Linked DNA regions of Mus musculus: region 1 is linked to region 2. Evidence: chromatin contacts called from public promoter capture Hi-C data. All regions are on one chromosome and are shown on one strand. The core of a region is the stretch at or near the end of the contact, and the rest is flanking DNA. Distances in the headings are between cores, read along the strand shown.

Evidence for each region. Promoter capture Hi-C pulls out the DNA fragments that hold promoters and counts their contacts.
Region 1: a promoter capture Hi-C map of erythroid cells shows a contact between it and region 2, with 3 times the contacts expected there. The contact joins the promoter of Snd1 here to the promoter of Tspan33 in region 2. A contact is called at or near these places in 2 of 39 promoter capture datasets (erythroid cells and pre-B cells).

Annotation. Positions count from the first base shown.
Region 1 is chr6:28,477,349-28,484,168 of GRCm38.p6, forward strand. It overlaps Snd1 (staphylococcal nuclease and tudor domain containing 1), which reads left to right and starts at 3,000. Exons shown (of 24, transcript NM_019776.2): 1 at 3,000-3,294. The coding sequence starts at 3,217.
Region 2 is chr6:29,688,617-29,695,757 of GRCm38.p6, forward strand. Tspan33 (tetraspanin 33) reads left to right here and starts at 5,598. Exons shown (of 8, transcript NM_146173.3): 1 at 5,598-5,928. The coding sequence starts at 5,827. Gm38780 (a long non-coding RNA gene) reads right to left here and starts at 108. Exons shown (of 2, transcript XR_868834.1): 1 at 1-108.

The sequences.
Region 1 (6,820 bases), core at 1,750-4,249, 1.2 Mb before region 2:
GGTGGAGCTGGCTCTGCAGGCACCGGTGCTGGTGAGCAGGCTCTGAGGGTATGAGAGCAGGAGTGCTGCCCCTGCCTCCTGCTGACGGTGGCATTAAGTGGCCTAGCCAGAGCAGTGCTAGAGAGCTTGCCCTGGTGACTCAGATAAGGGAGAGCTGGTGTGTTGACCAGATTTGCTACCATCCAGGCCCAGATCCAGGGCTCTGAGATGGCCCACCCCCAAAATCTATATCATCTGGGAAGGGTTGGGACTCATAAAAGGGCCAATCCCACTGAAAGTTGCAGAATCTCCATGACACAGAGCAACAACAGGATAGCTGGGAGGAGTCCCCATGAAGATCCAACAATGATGGTGTCACAGAAGCCTCAGATCTTGAACCAGACAAATGGCTACTGTAATGAACACTTGCAAGTGAAGTTTATGTGGACAAAGGGATATACTGTGGGACACACTGTTCTCTCAGCTTCCAGGACGAGATGTTTTCTATACTTGGTTGTTTGTTTGTGTGTCTTTTATTTTGGATGGCTGCAGGGGCAAAGGGTGGATATGAGGGGACAGGGAGATGAGCAGGCCTGGGGTGCATGATATGAAACTCACAAAGAATCAATAAAAAGTTAACAAAAGAAAAAAAAGGTTCTGGTAACAGACAGCAAGATTAAAACTTAATCACCTAGCTTGATAGTGTGTGATACAATAGTTACCAGTCATGTGTATTAAATTAATTAAAGTTAATATTAAAAACTCCCTTCCTTAATTGCACGTGCAATACTGCAAGTTCTCATTAGCTACAGCTGGCTGGTGCCTCCCATGTTGGATAGGGCAGGAAGAGAACATTGCATCACTGCAGAAAGATCTAGACAATACTGAGCAAGCCTTTCCCTATAAGTCAATATACACTAAAACTACAAAAGAGGAGCACAAGTAGCTGAAAAGTAGTTCGGGGCCAGGTATGCTCTGCTAAGGAGCTGAAGTCTGGCCTGATGTTGAGGGACTGGCATGATTAGAAAGTGCCTTATGGTAAGAACAGCGGACTAGTGGTCTGGAGGACCGAAATGGGAGACAGCTGAACAGTGGACACAGAAGGCTCTTGCACAGCAGTGTCCACTGCATTCCCCCCCCCCCCCCCATGGGAAGCTTGTTAGAGAATTAAACATCTTTGTCTAGGTTATGGATTCTATAGACTTGGCAGAGGATGAGGTAGGTTTGTCTACCAGAGAAGCAGGTAGAGGCCTAAGATAAGATTATTTATGGTAGACAGTTGAGTTCATATCTTGACTCTGTCCCTTAAGATACTGACCTAGCACTGCTCACTAGATTTTTTTTCAAACTACATTTTTTATGTATATGTTATATATATCTGTGTGTGTATGCAAGCATCACATGTCACAGTTTGCCTGAGAGGTCAGAGGATAGCTTGCAGGACTTGGTTTTCTTCCTCCACCATGTGGGTCCCAGGGACTGAACTCGGGTTATCTACCTTGCAATGCAATCAACTTTACCTGTTGGAGCCCTTTGAGATTCCTATTCACTTAAAAATAAACAGACAGAAAACAAAACATCAATGCTCTCCTTTGAAGAAACAGATCATATGGACTTTGTAGGCTTGTCTTAAGGACTAACATATTCTTCAGGGAAAAAGTATTTAACAGGCAGTGTATACTGTGCATGTTCATGCTCCACGTAATTTGGTTGTTAGGACTGACTAGTAGGATCAATGGTTGTGTAGAAATAGAAAATTAGTACAAGCAAAAGAGAATTAACTGGCTGAGTAGGGGGGAAAGGACAGTAACTATGATCAGAAAATGAGATGTTTGGAATTAGTTTCAACTGCTTCAACTATCCTGGAGAGAGTGGCTACACTGTTGCAAAGGTCAAATTCACTAAAGATGAGGTCTTAGAGCTGAGCTACCAGTGTACTGGGCAACCCCTCAAAATTGTTTTATATATGTGTGTGTGTGTGTGTGTATCTATCTATAAAGATCCGTTTTCTCTTTTGAATAGGGTGAATTCGTGGTACAGACTTGGCTTTGGAGCTATAGGAAGATGCTGACCCCAAAACTTGACCCTGATTTGAGACATGCGTGACTACTCAAACTTCTTAAAACAGGCTATAGTGGAAGTAGTGTCTTTAGCGTAGGTCCAGGTTTTATTATTAAATAATACATACAAGAACCTGTGCTCTAAAACGGGGCACTCCAAGACCATAAATTCTCCCTGAATATCCACTTGAATATGGCTTTCCTGATCCACCTCGAGCTGAGATTAGCAGTGAGTTAGGACTGTCTCCCGCTCAGCCCTGGGATGGCAAATCCCAAGGTTTTTCCTAACCTCAGTTGGAGCAGGAGGGAAGGAGCCGAAAAACGAGGCTATTCTCAGTGTGCAGGACGAGTCATCCTCTAAGAGATGCTTATTGCTTCCATCAACAAACATGAGCGGAACTCACAAGCACTAAACCCCAGTGATACTCCGGACCACCGGGAGATTCGCGGCCACATTCCGGGTCAAGACTAACATCAGCAGGTTACCCAATGGCGGCGACTTTCAAAAGTTTCCTCTGCTTTGCGGAGGTGAAACGTCAGAACTCTGAGAGCAGTAAGGTTCCTTTGGGACGGCCCCAGGCCCTTGTCGTCCAGTTCCGGTGTCCAGCTCCGTACACGTGGGCGCTTTGCCGCTTGAGGGGCGGGGCAGGAGCAGAACCTCCGCTGGAGGGCGAGGCCCGCCCCGCCTTCGGGGCTCCCATGGCTCCCCGCGCACCACTGCCAGATGCTGACGTGTCCTTTCCTTCCCACTACACCTCCCGACACCACCTTCTCAAGACTTCCCCGGAAGTCCCGCCTCAAAACCATCCCGTCACCGCAAATCAGCTCTTTCAGCGCTTCCTGGAGCTCCGCACCCGTTTTGGGACCAAAGGGCGGAGCTTCATAAAGAGAGTGCCTATTGGCTTGAGTTCCAGCGGGTTCTGGACGCTAATTGGCTAGAGGGCGGTGGCGCTCTGGCACGCTTGCGCGGCGAGTAGAACGTGTGGCGGCGGCGGAGATCGCGTCTCCTCTTTTGCTCCCAGTCCCGCTGGTGTTCTAGTGTGCGCCTGGCGCTTCTGTCCAGCCCACCGACGGTAGCCTGTCGCCTGCCTGCTCCTTGTCGCTGCAAGCGCCGACACCCACCCTGACACTTCCAGTCCGGCCGGCCGCCCCACTCGCTGCCTTTCCAGCTCCACACATGGCCTCCTCCGCGCAGAGCAGCGGCTCCTCCGGGGGACCCGCGGTCCCCACCGTGCAGCGGGGCATCGTCAAGATGGTGAGAGCGGGACCCTGGACCCGGACCCCTCTGCTGCTTTGGAGCAGGAGCCAGGCATTGACTTCCTTCTCTCCCGTCAGCCTGCATGGTCTCAGTTTGCTTTTCCTCTGCCCCTTCCTCACTCTCCACCTACTCTCCGAATCTTCACCAGGCAGAACCCGAGAACGAACTTATCTTGACTTTTGCCTCCCGGGCAACCTGTCCATGATTCGCTCGCTGTGATTTTCGTGGGTCGCGGCTTTCGGAGCCCCTACCTGTTTACCAGAAGCAGGTCTATTACCGGTTCATTAACGGAGATAGTTCACGGATAGTTACTCCCATCCCCCTCTTTCTGTCCATTTTGACATATGCCGATTAGTTCGCAGTTTCTCTAGATCCGGACATCTTTTCCTGGAACCCCGGGAGTGCTTGGCTGTCACGAAGCTTGTCTCTGTCCACTGACTCACTTATTCACCCAAAGTTTTCTCAACTCTTTCCCCCTTTTATCTCAATGTCTAGTTTCTAGGCCTGGAAGCTCCTGATTTTCGTGTATTTTTAAATTAAAAATTTAGCCTGGCAGGGATCTTATACTAAGTAGCATTTCTTCACTTCTTAAGGACAAGGAGCCTGTTTTTAAAGAGAGTAACTAACTTGCCTTAAGGGCACATGGCGGTTTGGAGTGGAGCCAATAATAAGAGTCCAGGTGTTCTGATTCCCTGTGTAGGGTTCTTATTATAGATCCTGCTCACTTACCTTTGCTTTCTTTATTCGGAATTTTGAATTCCATCACCTCCACTTCCACACTAATTTTGTAGCATAAGTTCTGTTCTATTTCTTATATTGTTTCTCCTTTTTTTCCTCCCACATCTTGAGGTCTGACATTTCTCGTTTGTTAACAGATTTTTCTGTTTAAGATGGCTGTGATCTTTTCGATTGCTTTTCATATTGTAACTCCAACGACTTTTCTCTCCAGAGTGGAAGACAGTTTCCCCAGAGAGCCAGTTTTTGAAACTTTTTTTGTTTTTGCTGTCCCTGTTGTCTTTCTCAGGATTAATATACTCTGCAGGGGGATCCGGGGAGATGGCTCAGTGGATACAGGTGCTTGCTGCTCAGTCCTGAGGACCCCGGTTCGCATCTTCACGGCACACATTAAAGCTGGACGTGGCTGTTCCACTGCCTGGAACCTTTGTGCTGCACGTGGCGCTGGTGGACCCTGGGCTTTTGCTGTTCCACCAGCCTAGCTAAAAATATCAGGCTTCGGGTGCATTGAGAGAGAGAGACCTTTTCTCAAGTGGGTGAAGAGCAGTAGAGGAAGGCACTGATATGGATGCTTTCCTGTGCTCCAGCATCTTTGGCCCTCTGCATGGGTGTTCAGGCACAGGTTCCCTATCAGGCACCCACATATGTGTGCACACATGGACACCCTTTTTAATTATTTAATGTGATCACACTGTCACTCTTTTCACACACACCAGAAGAGGGCATTGGATCCCATTACAGATGGTTGTGAGCCACCCTGTGGTTGCTGGGATTTGAACTCAGGACCTCTGGAAGAACAGTCTGTACTCTTAATGCTGAGCCATCTCCCCTGCTCCACATGCACACTCTTGAACATGAATATTCTGCCGCTTGTGTGTGAGGTTCTTGAGATATTCAATATTGCCCTTTTGCCTTTCTATTTATATCTAGACAGTCAGAATTCATTAGATTCAATGAGTAGGGAGTTTCCAGGGTCCGTGTTTTCTCTCTGAAATTTTGACTCTTGAAAGGATTTTCCTGAACTGCTTCCTCTTTCCTTGCCCTTTTCATTGGTACCAGTCTTCTCTTCATTATAGGAACAGAGTGTCACTTAGCTGTCTGGTGTGGTGTTACTGGCCTGCAGTAATTTTTTTTTTTTTTTTTAGTTTTCTTGCTAGGGCTTGACTTTTTCTTAAAGGTCTCTTTTGTAGGAAAGAGGCTATAGGAAGCCTCCAGGGTATCTGGGTTCTCTGAGGTGACTTCCTTTTCACGGATAACAATCCCCTGAGGAGACTGTATTATCAGCGGTCACTGTCACATTTTCAAGTGGGTTCTCTCTATATATTATCTCATCTAGAAAGTGATGTCTAAGCTGAGGTTTTGATAGGCTAACTTACCCAGACAGGTACCTTTTTATTAGTAAGAAGAAGTAGAGCTGAAACTTGAACCCAGGGCTGCCTGCCACCACACACACCAGTGTAAACCATGCTGTGAGGCCTCCGAGTCTATGACTCCGGGGTATGACTTTCTGGCATAAAGGGTGGGGCCAGTGATGCAAGACCACAAATTACAAGTGAAGCTGACTGTAATTGGGTTGAGAAAAGATTAGATGCTGTTCCATGACTTGTTGGTTGCTGCTGTCGTGGTTGTGTGACTTCATTTGGTGCTTATGGTTGCTATGTGCTTAGGGGTGTTTTGTTGTATGGTCTTTAAGAGTCAGTGATTTGAGCAGTCTGTAGCAGGCATGGACTGCCACATGACCTGACCACATTGCAGGGGTTGGGTGGGTGAGTTCCCGCAGCAGATTTGTGCCAGGCTTAGGAGCCTTGTCTGGAATGAAGAATTGACCAATGGCAGACTGCTCCCTGAAGCTCTTCCACTAAGCAAAGTTGTATTTTCCTGGAGAGTAGTCATTTCCAGTGGTATTTAGGAGCTGCTTTGTGAGAAATCTGCACAGGAGGGTGGAGCTTGTTTCCAGGAAAGAGAGCAAGAAGCAGGTTGATAAGTTAGAAAGCGGGTGCTGCTTTCTTTTGCCATTTGGAAGGGTGAAGAAATTGGAACACCGAATAAGCAAAGATGTGCTTTTGAGTGGAGCATTCATCTTACTGTGGACTGGGTTGATCTGAGGGTCAGAAATGGTTGAAGGTGGAGACTTTGCAGTGAGAAGGAATAGTTTTCTCTCTCCCTCTGACTCTCCTTCTCTCTCTCTCTCTGGTGTTGTGGGACTATAGTCTATCTCTTCTGGTCTCTGAGATCTAAGTTTAAAAGACTCTTTTAAACTAGCACTTAAAACAGTGACTGTTGAGCCAGTGGCTGTGTGCGCTGACTGGATTGGGGGAGAGTTTATTCTGGAGTATCCTTAAGGAGGAAGTGGACAATAAGTGACACAGTGTTTTAGACCAGTCGTGTTAATAAAAAATTCTCAGGTTGAGGGAAAAATGAACATAGATTTCTGTGTTTTGAGTTGGAATAAGATCAGCAAAGATGCAGGTGGGTAAGATACAGCTTGGGTAATTAAACATCTCTGTCAAATCAGATCTTTTTCTGGAAACCCCTGATACTCTCAACTCTGGTTTCCTTTGACTGCTTCACTGGATGTCCCTTTAGCCATGACAGAACGTTGTCTACTGTTGTTATAGAGGTGACGTTCTGTCACCCGATTTGGTGGCTGCCTAGAAAAGGCTTTTCTCTGGCTTTACTGACCAAGTTTCCTTTATGTATTGGGGATGGCACCTTCTGTGACTTTCCATTTTTCTATGAAATTTGGTATTTTGGGTATCTCCTGACAGGCTCACATGACAGCTTGGCT
Region 2 (7,141 bases), core at 4,348-6,847:
ACTTGTGCAAGATCCCTTCTCCAAATAAACACTAGCCAAACAAGCAAACAAAAGGGGGCGGGGGGCGGAAGGAAGCATGGTGGCACCACTTAGGGAGATGAAGGCAAGAGGATCAGAAGTTCAAAGCCAGGGCTGGAGAGATGGCTCAGCGGTTAAAAGCACTTACTGCTCTTCAGGAGGTCCTGAGTTCAAATCCCAGCAACCACATGGTAGCTCACAACCATCTGTAGTGAGATCTGACGCCCTCTTCTGGTGTGTCTGAAGACAGGTACAGTGTACTTACATATAATAAATAAATCTTTAAAATAAAAAAAGAAGTTCAAAGCCATTTTGGAATACATGCAACTGTCTATAACTAGCTCACTGATAACTAATACCTAAAAGAATAAAATTAAAATTGTTATTAGGGAGTTATTGCTAAGCTTACCAGGATTTGTGTCCTTATAGTTATGTTGGAGTTATTATTTTTAGGAAGACAGAATTAACTGGAGTTAAATATAATGATAGTACAAAATTGGTGAACAAAATGGCAAACTATAAAAAAAGGGTATTGGGAATGTAGGAGTCTTTTTTATTATTATTCTTTCTTCCTCTGTACATATTTGAAAATACTCTTAGAGCTGGGCACGGTGGTACCGTGTCTGCAGTCCCTCCAGAAGGAAAGATGAGCCAGAGGACCCGTGGAGCCCGTGAGTCCAAGGCCAACCTAGGTAATATAGTCTGGATTGGTTGCAAATTTAAAATGTTTACAAAGGCTCAAGAAAAGACTGCACAAGGAGAAGGTTGTACGTCATAGGCATGTGCCCATGAAAGAATTAAAATATAAAGGAAAGGAAACTGAAAAGAAAGCACATCCACTTGCTGGGGTTTATTCCCAGGAGTTCACGAGCTAGAAGCTCGGTCTCCAGAGTGGTAGTACTGAGATGGTGAGCCTTTCTGGGGAGAGGGAGACAGTTGAGTCAGAGAGCGCTATCCCTGAAGGAGATAATGTGGGTGTCCTGGCACTGGGGTGGTTTCTGTGAGAGTCTAGCATCTCTGCGGAATCCCGGATCCTCAGCTGTCACTGTCACACTCAGGGCTGCCACTGTGATGCTGTGAGCCGTGAGGTTTCATCAGAGCCGGGCAGATGATGGCACTATGTTCTTAAGCTTCTGGAGCTACGAGGTAAGTAAACCTCTTTATTGTATAAAGTACTGATCCTCAGATTATTTGTATTACAACAAAATGTACTGAGACTTTATGAATCAGAGACCCTGATGTCAACAAACCTGTAAATCTCACACATATACCAGAAGTCAATTCTCTTAGTATCCTAGATTTTATCCTGCTTTTTCTTTTCTGTTATTGCCATTCTATCGTTACCTGTAGAAGGATTTTGCCTGCATATATGAATGTGCAGTTCTTGCATGCCTGGTGTTTATGGAGGTCAGAAGAGGGTGCTAGGTCCCCTGGACTAGAGTTATAGAAAGTTGTGAGCCACCACATGGGTGCTGGGAGTCAAACCTGGGTCTTGGGCAAAAACAATTGCTCTTAGTGGCTGAGCCAACTCTCCAACCGTCTCACATTGAAAATAGAGCCCCAGACCTAAGCACGACTGACTTCATGATGAAAGTACCATTCAGGCTGTAAATTCAATATGCAGAAACAAAGGCCCAATCCATCAGAGGCTATGGCTCTGGGAAAGTCTCTAGATGCGCTAACCTTGCTTTTTGGCTTCTGTAGTTCTGATTCTGGCTAACTGCTCTTGTTAACTGAAGTATGCCAACCCAGAATGTAGTTTTTGTGCTTCAAAGCTCAATCTGAGAAAGGCTTGGTGCTACATCAGCATCCTGAACAGCCAGTGTAGTCACCAACTAGCTAATGAAGACTTTGTATTGGCTTAAACCCAGGCAGTCTTCTCTGGTGAATTTTGTACAACAACATAGCTTTTCAATAGTATATTCTAAACTATCCCAAAATCACTTGCCTCACTATAGTTCCAAGTGCTTGTGGTTACCATTAGGGTTTCTCTAGATGTGTGTGTGTGTGTGTGTGTGTGTGTGTGTGTGTGGTTTTGTACACTGCATAAAGTTTACCCTGGTGTTATTCAAATGCTGATTTCTTTGCCCCCATATCTTGACCCAATCTGAACATGGCATTGTAATACCTATACCAAGAATCTCCTGTAAACAATTATTGTCATTTCTTCTCTGCCTTGTCAATAAATGCTGATCATCCAATGGCTGAGCAGAACAGAGAACAGGGTGGGATGGGAGAGAGGGCGAGAGGGAGATTCAAATCAGCGAGAAAGATGGAGGATTTGAAGTCACGAGGAAGGGGTCCAGAGAGAGAAACACACCTGAAGCCAAAGAGTTGGATCAATAATAATATGTAAGTATTATGGGATAGGGCTGGGAGGTAGCCCGATTAGAATAGAAGGCTAAGGTAGATTAATTCAATCTTTACATTTATATTAAGAATAATTCATTTACATTGTGCATGTGTGTGTGTGTGTGAGAGAGAGAGAGGGGGGGGCGTGTATGGGTACCCACACTACAGAGACCAAAAGAGGACATAGGATTCCCCAAAACAGTTACAGTTGTGAGCTGCCCAGTGTGAATGCTGGGGACTGACCCAAGCCGCCATGCCTGGTTTTAGGATGATCTCTGATAGAGAGGCACTCAAAGCATTTGCTAATGTCTGAAAATGGGAACCTAACCTTAGTACACTATGTACTTCTCTTTGGTCATTGTTGTTGTTGTTGGTTTTGGTTTTTGAGACAGGGTTTCTTTGTGCAGTCCTGACTATCCTAGAACAGACCAGGCTGGCCTCAAACTCGGGTATCTGCTTGCCTCTGTCCCCTCTACCCGAAAGTGCTGGGATTAAAGGTGTGTCCCACCACTGCCTGGCTCCTTGCACTTCTTACCCTCAAACAGATTCTGCTGTCCAGGACGGTTTGCAGAGGGTCTGTAGTCCCAGCTTCTTGATCAGCTGAGGCAACAGGCTGATTACCTGAGTCCAGGTGTTTGAGAGCAGCCTGCGCAACAGCGAGCCCTCATCTCAGAGGAAGAGGCAGGGCTGTGGATGAGGTCACTGGGAGAGCACTTGCCTCACATCCTTCACCCCAGCACTCAGGAGGGAGAGACAGGTAGATCTCTGAATCTGAAGCCAGTCTTACCTACATATAGAGTTTCAGGACACCTAGAGCTGCACAGTAAGACCTCAACTTAAGAAACAAACAAACAGGGCTGGTGAGATGGCTCAGCAGGTAAGAGCACTGACTGCTCTTCTGAAGGTCCGGAGTTCAAATCCCAGCAACCACATGGTGGCTCACAACCATCCCTAACAAGATCTGACTCCCTCTTCTGGAGTGTCGGAAGACAGCTACAGTGTACTTACATATAATAAATAAATCTTTAAAAAAAGAAACAAACAAACAAACTCCACGATCCTCTCCTCTATCCATGCTGGGGTTTTAGTTAGCTTGATCTAAACAGCTCTTGTGCATAAGGTCTCAGCCACTGTAAGTTCCTATGTGCAACAACAGCCTTGTCATATCCAGCAAATACTCTCATTCTTACCCCCCCCCCATTTCTTCCTTGGTGATATCTGAGCCTTGTGGTGAGAAGGGATATTGTAATGTAGCCATCCCATTTACAGCTGAGCCTTCCACATCTCTTATTCCCCGTATGCTGGTGGGTTGTGGGCCTCTATTAATCTCCATCGACTGCAAAAAGAAACTTCTTTGATGAGGGTTAAGAGATGCACTGACCTATGGATATAAAGATAAAAACCTTAGGAAGCTGTCTAACACTATGACCATTTAGCAGAATAATAGCACTAGGATTTTTTAAATTTTCTTTTCTCCTTCTCCTTCTCCTTCTCCTTCTCCTTCTCCTTCTCCTTCTCCTTCTCCTTCTCCTTCTCCTTCTGGTTTGATAGGATCTCATTGTGTGCCCCTGGCTGATTTAGAACTCAAATGTAGACCAGGTTTACCTCGAACTCCCAGAGATTCATCTGCCCCTTCCTCCTAAGTGCTGCCATTAAACTTTCTCCAGCCTCTTTCCAACTCTCTCTGAAAACAGCGATCTTACCCCATTTCCTTCTCTAAAACTCTTATTTCCAAATCAATTCAACACAAACTCAGTAATCTGATCTCAAGTCCTTCTACAGCCTCCATTCAGTTGAACACATACTGCATTCTCAGGCACCGCTGCACCAAGCCGGGAAAAGTGATAGGCTTAGTTTCCACACAACACGCGGTTTGCTTTTATCTGTCCAAGCTTCGACACACCTTTTTGTGTCCACCTGGATTTCACGTCCCCACTGTCTCTAAAATCTCATCCTCCTCGTTTCTCCCGCCATGACACCTTCTGGTGCTCAACTTCTTCCAATTACATAATAGTTATTCATGCAGTTATTGTATTTCCACACTGGATTTTGAATCCTATTGAAACAAAATACCAGGGCTAGAGATATGGCTCAGTTATTAAGAGCACTTGTTGCTCTTACAGAGGACCAAAGTTCAGTTCCCAGCACTGACTTAAGGAGCTCACAAATCCCGGTAACTCCAGTTCCTGGGGATCTGACATCCTTTTCTGGCTTCCATCAGCACCTGTGTGCACAGTGGTACACACACACACACACACACACACACACACACTCACACACACACACATTTTAAAAGAATCTTTTAAAGGAGTGAAAGTACCACATTTTAGTGAGCCCCCTTATCAGCCATCTCCGTGTAAGTCATTTGCATGCACTAACAGATTCTTATTTGATCAATGCCTTACGCTGCAGTTTTCCCACTCAACGTTACAAAAAGTGTAGCTTGGGGAATCACGCTATTGATGGCAAAATCAGACTCCTCCCCAGGTTAAAATCGTACTTGTGTAGCTAGTACAATGTACACCACATTGTACTTGGGAGTCAATCTGTGCATATCCTATTAACATGCCAAACACAAAACAAAACAAAATTAAAAACAAAAAACCGGTGTCTCCACGTAAACAAACGTTCTGAGAGGGTTTGGATAGAGAGGTTGGACGGTAATGAGAGAAAAGGATGGTTTGAGAATTCCACTGTTAGGTTATGAGGCTTTTAAAACGAGCATTTAAAGTATTTGATTGCTAAGCAGGGGTATTTATTCTTCTCTTTCTGGTTGTTAGTACCTGTCATTTGTCACTCTGATTTTATTGTCTTGATCCCTGAGGATCAACCTTCTTTTCTATTCCCACAGCGTTTAACGAATTGCTCAACACACAAAGTGCGTACTTGTTGATTTTAACGTACGTGTGTTTGCGTGCGTGCACAGCAACTGGGCAGAGGACGTGGGTGTGGGATGCAGGAAACATTCCTTTTCCTCATTCTTTTTCCCTTAAGCAGCTGCAGCCTGCAGGCTTTCCGTCTAGGCGGGCAGAAGCAGAACCACTGACCCTTTAGCAAGTTGTCCCTCACAGAACAGGTGTCTCCCCCGCCTCTCGGAGGAGAGGGATGGCTGGCTGCTTAGTGACATGGGCCGCCGACCAATGAGAAGTCAGCCTCGGGCAGCCTCACCAATGGCCGTCCGGGGGGCGGGCCCGGTTTCCTGAGAGCCGGGCGGGCCAAGCTGGTCTGCGGCCGCGGTGGAGTCTCCGCTGCTCACGCTGCCCGCCGCGGCTTCAGCGGCGGCGCCGTTCCCTGGCCGCGCGGCTCCCCGACGCACGGTTCGGGCGGCTCCCGGCGCGGCGCGGCTGCCCCGGCGTTCGGGTCCCCGTGGCCCCGCGGCTCCCGCCCCGGGCTGCAGGGCGCACAGGTGGGCCGGTGGCCGCTGGGAGATAGGCCCCCCGGGGGCAGCGGCGGACCATGGCGCGGAGACCTGGCGTGCCGGCTGCCTACGGGGACGAGTTCTCCTTCGTCAGCCCGCTGGTGAAATACCTGCTCTTCTTCTTCAACATGCTCTTCTGGGTGAGATTCGGGGGGTCAGGGGGCACCCGGACTCTCGGGCATCTCTGGAGCGCCGAGGGGGCTGCCTGAGGCTGGGAGGTTTGGCCTGGGCTGCCCGGTGCCCAGGAGCGTGTCGAGTGGTGCTTCGTAGTTTTCTGAGCTGGTGACACTTGGGGGCATTTCTCCGGGGGAGGAAAACCACAGTGGCGCCGTGTCAAAAGGGGACGTTAAGAGGTGGGCAATCATCCTTGCTGCCAGGGATGAAGCTTTAGCAGGGATGAGGATCTGTGTCAGGCCATGAAATAAAAAGGGTTTGGGGAAAGAAAGAGCTGGCTGGACAGCCCCATGGGCATATTTCATGGTTAGGGACTTTCAGGCCTGGGGGCTGGAAGGCCCGACTGGCCATACGGGGCGCGGGGCGGGGGTGGAGGGAGAGAGAAGGAAGAGAAACCCCAAGCCTTCCTTCGCCCCAGTTCCTCAGGGGCTTGTGTCAAGGGACTATATCTGTCCCTTTTGCAGGCCTCGGGTGTCTGCTCCTGTCAGGGCTGAAAAGGGTTAAGAATGGTCTCCAGGTCCGATGTGTACCCCAGCATGGCCCTAAACTTTGCCCTACCTTCTTCAAGACCAGCTTCTCTACTTGGAGCTGACAGGCTTCAGATGATTCAAATAGGATTTTGTTGTTGTTGTTGTTGTTGTTGTTGGGCTGGAAGCTATGGCTCCTTTCAGAATCTTTTGTTTGGGGTGGAAAAGTGTAAACAATATTAACCCCGAGCTCCTGACACCTGGATTTCCGTCCCCTCTCTACCATCCTTATTGATTTGACTGATCTGGGTAAATATGTTCAAGTCCACAGGCCTGCCCTTCCTCCCAGCAAAAATCTAATGCAGTGTATTGGGGGATGGCAGGAGAGGGCTGAGAATTCAGGGGGAGGGGGAGCCCATTAGAGAATGCTAGCTGAGTCCTGTTTCATAGCCAGAGAGTGCGTGGGCCCCTCTGGATTTGATAACAAGGGGAAGTCCTTCCCCATCTCTCCATTCTTCTGCCAGCTTCTACTGCACCAAAGCTGCAGCCCAGAAGCCTATCATCTTTGCCTCTTTCAGCCTGAGACCAATAGTTCAGATTTGCCAGAGGGAATAATAGTGGGCCTGAACGGCCTCCTGGGAAAAGGCAGATCCAAGGCCACTGCTGGAAAGGTTTCACAGGGGCCCTGGTGTGAAGCACAGGCACAGGGTAC